Linked DNA regions of Sus scrofa: regions 2, 3 and 4 are each linked to region 1. A link is a contact called in public HiChIP or PLAC-seq data. All regions are on one chromosome and are shown on one strand. Each heading gives the region's core, a stretch centred on a gene start, on an enhancer-like site or on the middle of the called end of the contact. The rest is flanking DNA. Distances are from core to core; before and after follow the strand shown. Region 1 holds the start of RARA (retinoic acid receptor alpha). Region 2 holds the start of CSF3 (colony stimulating factor 3 (granulocyte)). Region 3 holds the start of NR1D1 (nuclear receptor subfamily 1 group D member 1). Region 4 holds the start of MSL1 (male-specific lethal 1 homolog).

The links. HiChIP or PLAC-seq counts read pairs in DNA pulled down with a chosen protein or histone mark.
Region 2: a contact with region 1 is called in an H3K27ac HiChIP or PLAC-seq map of alveolar macrophages. The contact joins the promoter of CSF3 here to the promoter of RARA in region 1. A contact is called at or near these places in 2 of 2 datasets of contacts at active chromatin or transcription factors (alveolar macrophages and skeletal muscle).
Region 3: a contact with region 1 is called in an H3K27ac HiChIP or PLAC-seq map of alveolar macrophages. The contact joins the promoter of NR1D1 here to the promoter of RARA in region 1. A contact is called at or near these places in 2 of 2 datasets of contacts at active chromatin or transcription factors (alveolar macrophages and skeletal muscle).
Region 4: an H3K27ac HiChIP or PLAC-seq map of alveolar macrophages shows a contact between it and region 1. The contact joins the promoter of MSL1 here to the promoter of RARA in region 1. A contact is called at or near these places in 2 of 47 Hi-C or Micro-C datasets (heart right ventricle and liver) and 1 of 2 datasets of contacts at active chromatin or transcription factors (alveolar macrophages).

What each region holds. Positions count from the first base shown.
Region 1 is chr12:22,084,404-22,087,095 of Sscrofa11.1, forward strand. RARA (retinoic acid receptor alpha) reads right to left here and starts at 1,356. Exons shown (of 9, transcript XM_003131474.6): 1 at 1,100-1,356.
Region 2 is chr12:22,334,625-22,337,316 of Sscrofa11.1, forward strand. It overlaps CSF3 (colony stimulating factor 3 (granulocyte)), which reads right to left and starts at 1,325. Exons shown (of 5, transcript NM_213842.1): 1 at 1,174-1,325; 2 at 894-1,048; 3 at 406-513; 4 at 173-319. The coding sequence starts at 1,186.
Region 3 is chr12:22,262,228-22,264,919 of Sscrofa11.1, forward strand. NR1D1 (nuclear receptor subfamily 1 group D member 1) reads left to right here and starts at 1,322. Exons shown (of 8, transcript XM_021067027.1): 1 at 1,322-1,992. The coding sequence starts at 1,962.
Region 4 is chr12:22,236,246-22,238,937 of Sscrofa11.1, forward strand. MSL1 (male-specific lethal 1 homolog) reads right to left here and starts at 1,312. Exons shown (of 9, transcript XM_003358056.4): 1 at 1-1,312. The coding sequence starts at 698.

The DNA.
Region 1 (2,692 bases), core at 106-2,605:
GGGGTGGGGTGGGGGAGTGTTTTCAGGAACAAGGCCCCTGAGAACATACACGGTACAACATACACGGTACACAGGCACACAGGCACACATGTGCACACGTCTCCCAGGCAGAAGGCAATCTGGTTACAGAAGAGGGAGCTGGCAGTTGGTGGAGGCCCAGGGTACCCCTCCACGCCAGCACAAAGGCATGCTATCCAAGGTAGGCTGGACAGTGGACAAGTGTCTCCAAGACTGGGGGCTTTTCTTGTATGATTTCCACATGAGCTGGTTCTCATCTCCAGCCTAGTGCACGGCCCCCTTCCCCCAGAGCAACCCGACAACAGGGCCATGCCCGGAGAGGAGAAAGGGCACTGCCAAGCAGATTTTCCAGCTTCCCCCTCCCACATACACATCTGGCTAGCAGCTTCTCCACCTCGTGGGTGGCACCAGGTCCCAGACACCCTGGGCAGAACCAAGACAACCAATCTATTCCATCCTTCTCATACCCCCACAAGCTTCCACAACCCCATGGTGCCTACAAACCCAGAGACATCCCTCCCCTGGCTGCACTGGCTCCCCGTACCCAATTCTGACGGCTCCCCGCACTCCACGGGGGACACCAGCTGAATGGGCCCCGCCTCCCAACTGGCTGCCTCAGATGGGGTGGGCCCCCGGGCTGATTCTCCCCAAACCACAGGGCGGCTCAGATAACAGCAGGGAAAGAAGGAGGGGGCTAGTCCGTTGGGCATCTGATCTCTCCCCAAACAGGTTTGAAAATCTTTTTGTTTTGTTTGTTTGTGAAGAGAAAAAGCGAGAGAGAGCAGGAGTTCCCAGCGGCGGTTCTGCCACAGCTCGGACGCCTGAGACACGCGCGGCAGACGGCCCCAGACGCCTCACGGCTGCGCGCGAAGACACGGGCGCAGACAGACTCACAGACGGGGCTCCCCCACCCCGAGCACGGCGGCGGCGGGTTGGGAAGCCCAGGAAACCCCAGGTGGCCGTCCGAACCCGCCCGGCACTGGGTCTCTTCCACCCCGCGGGTCCTATCAGCAGCAGACCGAGGGGCGACGATGCCTGCGAGGGCCCGGGGCTCTCCAAAATCCCCGGGGGGAGAGGTTACCTCGCAGTGGGGGGGGACGCAATCCGTCCCGGTCGCCCGCGGGCACAGCGTCTGCCCTGACCCTGCGCCTTGGAGCCGCTCCGCGTCAGGGGTTGCGGGGTCCAGGGAGACGACCAGTTGGGGGGGGCCGCGGCTCAGGGGCGCGGGGCGAAAGCAGCGGCCATGGCGAGTCACGTGCGGAGGCTGAAACTTTACCCGGAGCCCCAGACTGGGGGGGCGGAGGGTACCGAGCCGCGGGGAGGCCCTCAACCTCCGGTCCGCCCCCGTCCTCCCACAGACCAATCACCATCCAGGGGCGGGCCCACAAGATCACGCCCCCCTTTCTCCCTAATAGACCCAGGGAAAGGGTGAGTCTTAAAGGAGCCGCGCCTAGCAGAAGCTGGACCGTGGGAATCTGGGAGAATCCCTCCCTCTGCCCCCAAAGGAGAGACTCAGGGCGAGGAGGCGAAGAAGTTCTGCGCGAAGAACGGAAAGAAGGCTCAGTGGAGAAGGGACGGCAATGTGTGGTATCACACTCCCTTCCCTCCGACCACACACACCCACACTCACAGGGGCAAGTATCTCACACACACACACCTCTTGCACCTAAGCCGGGGTTACACAGACACACACACACACACACACAACCTCTTGCACCTAAGTCGGGGTTACACACACACACACACACACACCCTGATGGCACCTAAGCCGGGGTTAGAGAGGCGGCAACGTAATATGGAAGTGAATACAGTGACTCCGCCCCTAGCTGTCAAGCCCCTAGACTCCCATAATTATAATCTTCCTCGAGGAACCCCTTGGAACTGAGAGCTGTGTGACCTTGAACAAGTCTCTTTCTTTTCTCTGAATCTTAATTTTCTTACCGGCAAAAAAAGGAGTGCCAGAGCAGGTAGACGGCCCTCAGGCACACCTCCTCGCCTCTCCCGCCAAATAACCTCTCCGGCTCGAGTGGGTCGGAGGACCTTCGGCCCAACCGTACCCCTCAGCGATCCCTAGTTCCCTTACCCCCAATGGACAGCGGCTCGTGGATCTTTCAAGAGCCGAGTAGGGGGCGCCCAGGAGCACTCGTACATGCAAGGGACTCAGTCTCCAGCTTCTTTTTCCTGGCCCAGGCTGAGGAGCCAGGAAAGCTCGCGTTCTTGTTCTAGCGGGGCAGGATCTGAATCATTCTCTCTGCGGAGACCTCAACCCCCAGCAGAGCCACAATTCCCCTCCCAGCCTGTGGCTCCATTTGGAAGGACCATCTCCCCATCTACTGGGGTGGGGGGCGGGGAGGAGGAAGAGGAATCAGTAGGGAACACCCCTCCCCTTTCCTGGTCGGAGAAGTGGCCACAAGTGCCCCCCACAGGACTTCCCACTGGAAGGGGAAGTGCCACACTCTCAGGCGTCCACCCCAGTGAGGAGGCTCTCAGCCTGACCCGACTGGCAGAGCTCTCAAACCCATCGGCCCGACGGCCCCTGCTTTACAGACAAGGGACCCGAGGCTGGGAGTGGACACGGGTGTAGCCCACGATCGCACCGGCACCGGCTGCACGGCCCTGCCTAGGATTGAGGTATCTGACTGTCTCTCTCCAGCTTTAGGCCCTCGGCCTTGGT
Region 2 (2,692 bases), core at 75-2,574, 250 kb after region 1:
GGTCCTGGGATGGGCTGGTAGCTCCATACCTCCAACGCCCCCTGCCCCTCCCAGCCCTGCAAGGCTCCTGCCCCAGCCCTAAAGAACCCCGGGATCCCCGGGCTGGCAGCACGGCCTTTGAAGACCATCTGGGTCCAGGCCCCCAATGCTTGCTGCTCCCAGAGAGACTCACCTGCAGCCAGATGTTGGTGGCTAAGTCGGTGACATCCAGCTGCAGTATGTCCAGGGCGGGGGCCAGCTCTGGGGAGATGCCCGCCAGGGCCTGCAGGAGGCCCTGGTAGAGGACGAGGCCGCCATGCAGTTGGTTCAGGCAGCCAGTCTGGGGGGATGGGGAGGAGTCAGGGGGTGTTCCTTCCAGATCACCTTTCCTACCCCCTCACCTCCCTTCTCCCCTCCGGAACTCACCAGCTGCAGGGCCTGGCTGGAGCAGCTGCTCAGGGAAGCCTGGGGGAGGCCCAGAGAGTGCCCGAGCAGCACCAGCTCCTGGGGGTGGCACAGCTTGTGGGTGGCACACTGGGGGCGGGAAGGATGCCGAGTGAGGGGGGCTGACAGGGCTGGGCTGTCCTCCCTTCCGAGCGCCCCCATCTCTCTGAGGTCTTTTCCTCCTTCCACCTCCCACCAGGCTTCTTGCTCCCCTTCCTCCGTCCACTCCGCAGCCAGCCCCTCCCAGCACTGTCCCCAAGAAGTTCTCCCCCGCCCCCAGCTCTGTGCCAGTGCCCAGGGCTCCACCTCTCCTTGCCAGTCCATTACCCCCAGTCTCTCCTCTCCCAATCTGGAGGCATTCTTTCCCAAGGGTCCCTTCGCCTCCTTCTCCCCCAACCTCTCCTCTGTGCCCCCTCCTGCAGCACCTCTGTCCCCTCCCTGACCCTCCGCTGCCGGCCTCCCTCACTCACCAGCCTCTCCTGCAGCTCGGCGCCATCAGCCTGGATTTTCCTCACTTGCTCTAAGCACTTGAGCAGGAAGCTCTGGGGCAGGGAGCTGGCAGGGCTGAGAGGGGCGGCTTCGGGCACCATCCAGAGTGCAATGTGCCAGAGCAGCAGCTGCAGGGCTGGGAGCAGACAGGGGCTCAGGGAACGTGCCGTCCACTCCACCTGAGTCCCTTTCCAGGATCCTAGGGACCCCCAGTCCTCTGCCCCTCTGCCCCTCCCCACGTCCAGGGCCCCGGACACTCACCCATCAGCTTCATGGGGCTCTGGGCAGCAGGCTCAGCCGAGGGTCTGGGTGGGTCTGTAGGTTCTGGGTTCTGTCAGGGACCAGATCTGGGGGCCTTTATACATAAGCCCATGGAGGCCTGGGAGGAAATTACCTGGTGCCGCGACTAAGGCTTAGTAATAACTTCCCAAGACTTATGCAAATTTGTTGTCCAGGACAATGCAGGGCGGTTGGGGCAAAACAAAAAAAAAAAACTGTTTGCGAAAGTTTTGTGAAATTGTGGAATCTCTGATTCTTCTTTGACGTCTGGTCCCCCTCGGACTCCCTTCCTCCCCTAGCCCCACCCAGGCCTGCATTGCCCCAGGGTGTTTGAACCGCTAAACAAAAGCTGAGCCAGTGATAGAGGCCTTGGGGGCTGGAGTAAGGTCAGAACTCAGGGCAGAGGCAGGCCTCCCTCCCTCCCCGGCACATGTCCCCATGAAGCCCCCTTTGCCACTCTCTCTTGGGATTCTCAAGCCACCTGCTCCCTCAGCCCCAGCTCTGAGAAGGAAGAAGCTAGGTGCTCCCGTTTCTATCCCCCAAATTCCCAGGCACCTGCCTCCCTGAGTGCCCTTCGGAGGGGCTGGAGCCTGAGATAAGGACATGGGGGTCTTGCCTCCTGTCCCCAGCCCACACTGTGATAGGCACCATCCCAGGTTCCTGTTCTGAACTGGGTAGCTGGGAACTCCCCAATCCCCCCCATGACTCATTCCTTTAAGCCCCCGGAATCCTGGCAGAGACTGGAGGAAACCGGATGACTGTCCTGATGAAGCAAGACCCTTCGAGCCTCTTAGTTCACCTGACCTTGCCCTTCCTCCTCCTCCCCCCGCACTACCCCTCCCCCGACAATGTCCTAGTGCTTTGGGGCTTGAGGATCTGGGATATGGGGCTTCCCTGGCCAGGTTCACTGCCAGCCAGAGTATGGGTGCTGTCCTGAGCAGAGAAGGGTGAGAAAGAAGAAAGTGCCTGGCTTCAAACTGGAGAACCATGCACTGTGAGCGCTGGAAGGGACTTTGGAGTTCGTTCCAACCCTGTGAACTGGGCCAGTGAGGGCAGAGCCTTGCCCAAGGTCATGGGCAGCAGAGTCAGAGTTATAACCTGGACCTCTGCCTGGCGCCTGAGAGTTTTCCACAGGCCATGGGGCCTACCTGGGGAAGTCTGACCAACTGCACTCAAGGCTGTCACTTTCTGTCCCAATTTACCCTACAAGGTGCCAGAACAGTGAGCCTTTGGATGAGGAGTGGGTGTGTCTGACTGGGCCAGGCCATCTCTGCGGAGACGGGGCCCCCTGGTGGCCACAACGGGAAGGGACGTCACCGGCTAATCCAGTCATTTCTTGCCTCTGGTCCCCTGGCCTGCAGGGTGGCCTTGGCCCCCAACAACACCTTAGGTTAGGCAACTGGCTACCAGGCCCCGACTGAGCCCATCCCTGGGCCCAGCTCCATGGGAATATAGGGGCGGGTTTAACAGAACCGTGAGGGGCCTCCTCTCCCTCCCAAGA
Region 3 (2,692 bases), core at 72-2,571, 180 kb after region 1:
GGTGGCCCAGGTTCATTCTTCACTCGCCTGCTGCAAGAGGCTCCCAGGAGTTCTTGTGGCTCAGCAGTAATGAACCCGACTAGTGACTGGTATCCATGAGGACTCAGGTTTCATCCCTGAGCCTAAAGGTCGGGCGTTGCCATGAGCTGTGGTGTAGGTCGTGGACATGGCTTGTATCCCATGTTGCTGTGGCTGTGGCTGTGGCTGGCAGCTGCAGCTCCAATTCGACCCCTAGCCCTGGACCTTCCATGTGCCGTGGGTGTGGCCCTAAAAAGCCAAAAAAAAAAAAAAGAGGCTCCCAGCTCTCTACGTAGCCCAAACCTCAAACAGAATAGACCACAGAATAGACCTCTCTCTACTTTACTTGAGACCAGGACAGGTTTGCACCAATGGGGCAGTTGCTCCTCTAAAGAGAGATGCTGGCTGTTTCTAACCCCTGTTCAGTGTTTCACTTTCACAGCCACCCACCTCCCTAACGGTGGGCAAATGAAACTAGCAAGGGATGTCTGACCTTGGGCCAATCGCTCCTTCTAAGCCTCATTCTCCTGTCAGCAAAGGAGGGAGGGTAAGGCGGTCTTTGTGTGCCCTTCTGTGGAATCCACGCTACCCTGAAGCACTGGGGGTGGAGGTGTCACTCTGCTCCCAGGCTCTTGCCTCACCTCTGGCTCCTTTACGTTAGGACGGAAAAGCACTTTCACCACAGTTCCCCTTCCTTGTCTTTTTTATTTCCCAGACAAAAGGAAATGACTCACCCCAAAGTCAACTTGAGTGGGTGGGGTGGTGTCATACAAGCAAACAGGGAGTCCCCAAGGACATCCTCACCCCCATGGCAACTCTTTTCCCTACAAGGAGTCACGTTTCCTTTCCATCTCAGGACTTGGTCCTGAGCAGCAGAAGTTCAGCTTAAGTTCCTGACCCTGGGGGTGTCACCCTCCCCTACTTGTCATCTCTCTCCTGTTAACAGTAACCTCAAAGGCTAGGTCAGTCCTGCAATCACGTGAAGCCCTCACGTTTGCAAGGTCTGCAGAAAGGAGCTGTTAGCTTTGATCTCCCAGGGAGCAGCCAAGCTTGCCAGTCCCTCCTTAGGAATTCACATGCCTCTGCCATACAGGCTTTCCAAACGAGCCACCCTGAGCCTTCAGCGCACCCCACCCCATGCGGCTCTCAGCTCCTCCCCGGTCCCAGCAAGAGCTTTTGCAGGAGGAAGTGGGGAAATAACGCAGCCCGCCCACTTTGCCAGCGGACTACATATCCCGACAGCCTCGGGTTTACGCAGGCGCACGGAGCTCAACGTGCCTGCTGCTGGAAAAGTGTGTCACTGGGGCACGAGGCGCTCCCTGGGATCACATGGTACCTGCTCCAGTGCCGCGTGCGGCCCGGGAACCCTGGGTTGCTGGCGCCTGCGCAGAGCCCTCTGTCCCAGGGAAAAAGGCTGGGGCAAAAGGCGGCTGAGATTGGCAGAGTGAAATATTGCTGCTGAGGGAACGTAGCAGGGCACACGTCTCGCTTCTTCGCGCCTGGGTGCCCCCTTTCTCCCCATCACCTACTTACTTCCTGACTGCAACCTCTCTCCCTCTGGGACTTTTGCACCGGGAGCTCCAGATTCGCTACCCTGCAGCGCTGCGGAGCCGTCAGGCAGTGGCATCCCGTGCACTGCAGAGACCCGACCCTTCTTGCTACCTTCTGGCCAGAACTACCGCAGGCTGATTCCCCCCGCCCCTTCCCCCACACTCTCTCTGCTCTTCCCATGCAAAGCAGATCTCCGTTGCTTCAGCGTCCTACCCTTCTGCAGGACTGCAGTCCGGCCAACCCAAGACCTTGCTGCAGGGTGCCTCAGATCCTGATCGCGAACCGGGTCCACTCTTGGCCCTCAGCCAGTGCCCAGGGGGCGACAGTGACAATTCTAACCTCCAGTTTGTGTCAAGGTCCAGTTTGAATGACCGCTGTCAGCCGGTGAAGACATGACGACCCTGGACTCCAACAACAACACAGGTACTAAGATTTCTTTGCTACCATCATTCTTTCTCTGTTGCTGTCTCCTCTCCTCCATCTACGCCTTACGCCTTAGAACAAGAGGAACTTTGTAAGGGACTGGGGACTCCCTCCGCCTAGGGATTTGCTAGTGTGATGGGGGCCACGCTAGGATTTGCTAGACTGGGATTTCCAGAACAGGTTCTTCGGCCTGGGAATGCCCTCGGAGGCGCCCAACCATCACCCCCTCAGAGTCCCAAAGCTCCCTTTAGCCTGAAGCACTCGTATAGCGAGGAAGGAGGAAATGGAGAGCGGGTACGTGTGCTGAGATGAACAGTTTAAAGGAACTGGGAGCTCTGGAGCAGTGCCCCGAAACGCCCCCGTCTGTCCACCCCCTGCAGTTATGGCATGCCTGGACTTCTCAGGAGGACCCCCCCCCCGCGCGCCCCTCCTCTCTTCCTCTTCCTTAGCTCCTGCAGGCTTGAAAGAACTTAAGGAGCATTGGGGCGATCTGGGTTCCAGGCAGGAGGGGCTGGGGGAATGTGTACGATCTCACTGGGGAATCCTCAGTGACAGTAGGGAGCGGCACTTGAGGAGCCCCAAGAGTGGTGCTCTGCCCCAGGGAGGACACCCAGAGCGCCCAAGCGCCCGGAGCGCTCACATGGCTGCGGAGCCGGGCCCACGTGCTGAGTTTGTTTTCATTCAGCTGAAGCCGTGGCCG
Region 4 (2,692 bases), core at 62-2,561, 150 kb after region 1:
ATGAGGTCCAATTGCAGCAGAAGGATCTGTTTGAGGCAGGCGGCCTGACTGGAGGCTCCCGAGCCGCCGCCACCCCCGAGAGGGCTCTTCCTCATACTCTTCCATCGGCCCTCGCTGGCCGCCAGGGTCCCGGCGGTGGCGGTGGGCGCGAGGGGTGGCGGCCCGGGCAGAGGTAGTGGTGGGGGTCCCGCCGGGTCCGAGGCGGTGGCAGCTGGGGGAGCCGCCCCACCCTTGTCCCCAGCCCAGGGCGTAGGCTCTTTGGCCGCCGCCACGAGAGAGCCCGTCTGAATGGGCAGCACCGCCTGATACTTGGGTCGGGGACTGCAGCCGGCTCCGGCTGCCGCTGGCTCCCCCCCAATGCCAGCTTGTTTGGTGGCCGGGGGCGGACAGGGCAAGGGCACCGAGCCGCCCCAGCTCTCTTCCTGCTGCCCGGGGGCCGCCCCGGCCGGGAGTAACAAGCCCCGGCCCTTGCCGCCGCAGCCGGCCGGGGAGGGCGCGGGGCTCCCGCCCTGGGAGGAGGCCAGCGGGGGCCCCGGCTCCTTGAGCTTACGGTGCCGGGGGAGGAAGTGGGCTTCGGCCGCCCCGGGCTCGTCCTCGGGCCCGCCCAGCGCCGCAGCCCGCTCGTAGTCCAGTCGCTGCTCAGGGTTGCCGCCGGCAGGGGCCGCGGCCGCCTTGAACACTGCGGATCTCATGGTCATAGTGGTCCGGAGCAGCGCCGGGGACCGAGACGGAGGAGGGGGTGGGGAAGGGGCGAGGTGCTGGGGGTCGAGGACGGAGGAGGGGGAGGGGAGTTTGGCGGGCTCGCCTCAGCAGCGCGGCAGCAGGCCTCGGCTAGCGCGGCTCCTCCGGGGCCCGGGCGCCATCCCGCCGGCGTGCGGAGAAGTGGAGGCCGCGGCTGAGGCCCGCCGCCGGCCCATGGGGGCCTCGCCGCCGCCTCTGCTGCCGCCGCCGCCGCCTTCGCCTCAGAGGCAGGAGCTCGCACCCAGCCGCCCCGAGCTCATCCCCGGAGCTCGCTTCGGCCCCCCCTGGCCCGGCCGGGCCCGCCTCGTCTCCCCACCCCACACCCCCCTTCCCCGCCCCGGCCCCCCGCCCCGGAGCTCGCCTCAGCCGCCCCGAGCCTCCATTTTCCCCCCTCTCCTCCTCAGGAGGGGGTGGGAGGGATGGGTCCGCCCAAAGCCCTCCTACTCCGGGAGGGGGTCTGTCGCCTCCCCTGGGGGTCTCCGGGCTCCGAGTCCCCCTCCCCCACTGTCACCCCCGGCGCCTCAGCGTTTCCCTTTAAAAAAACGGAGCCGCTCCGAGCCGCCGCCGCCGCGGCCGCCGCCGGCAGGAGGGCGCATGCGCTGGGAGGGACGCGGGCGGGAGCGAACCGGGAGCCGAGAGGAGGGAGGCGGGCCGCGCTATTGTGAAAGGGGCCGCCGCCGCCTCGAGGAGGGCGGGGAGGGGGCCGCGGGGGCGCCGGGCGCGGGGGCCGGCGAGGGGAGGCCGGGGATGAGGGGCGAGGACCCAGAAGCCGGCGGAGCGGCGGGGTGAAGGTGGGCTGCCGGGGGAGGGGCGAGCCGGGGGAGGGCCAGGAGGAGGGAAGAAAGGGCGACTGCGGAGGCTCCCCGGGAGAGAGGAGCGCGAGAGAATGGGGCTGAGAGCAAGGAAGGGGGCTTCGGGAGGCTGAGGCGCCCTCCGTGGAAGTGTACCGAGCGCTCCACGTACCCGCCCTGCGCTGGGCGGCCCCTTCCCGGGGCACCTTGGCAACCCGTCTGGCCCTCGCCAGAGGGGCCCTGCGGCCCCCGCAGCCCCGCACGCCTCCTGGACCGGAGTCAGGATGCAGGCTCCTGTGGGTGTTTTCTGGGCATAGAATTCTAACCCCTCCACCCCCTGCACTCCCCAGCAGCCCCACACTGGTATGGGAGAGAATGAAGTTCTTTGTCTCTAAGGGATCCAGACCAGAAACGGAGGGGACCTCTGGTTCCCCAAGGAAGGAAAATCCCTGCTGTCTGCTGCCTGGGGAGTTGTTGCCACCACCTCCCTGAAATGAAGTATTGCCAGCTACCAACAGTTCTTTCCCAACGGCCATGTCCCCAGCCTTCTTAAGTCACTTCTAGCATCTTCTGGGGGTTCATGAAAGACTGAAGAAAGGAAGGCATTTTTACCTTTACCCAGAATAGGAATAATTTAGGGTATTTTATGCTGAGCACTTCATCTTCTCCGTGTTCCTTGTGTGTATGTGTCTGTCCGTCTTAACTTCCAGGCAACTTTAGCCAACAAATCCTCACAGAATTCCTCGTGGAAAAACTCTTAATAGTTTTAATTGATTGTTTTTCTTTTCTGTTGAGGTGGGATTTTTTTTTTCTTCAGTCCATATGGAGAGGGAGATGACTAACATTCTTTGGCCCAATGTGAAAACCTCTAATTAAAACTGTATCTCTGCCTTGTGGGCCCAAAGCATAAAGCACTGGAAAATTGAGATAAATAGGTGTGAATGTGTTGAGAAGCCAAGAGAGCCCCAGCCTTCTTCTACCAGACTTTATGGCCTCAGATCTGCAAGGGGGATTTTATTGAAGTTAGGGATACCAATGAAGGGGAGAGGGGGTTGTATGGCAAGAGGCACATAGATTGTGGTGATCTTTTTCAGTGTCAAGACTTTCAGTACCAGAGTTTCCGTCATGGTGCAGTGGTTAACAAATCCGACTAGGAACCA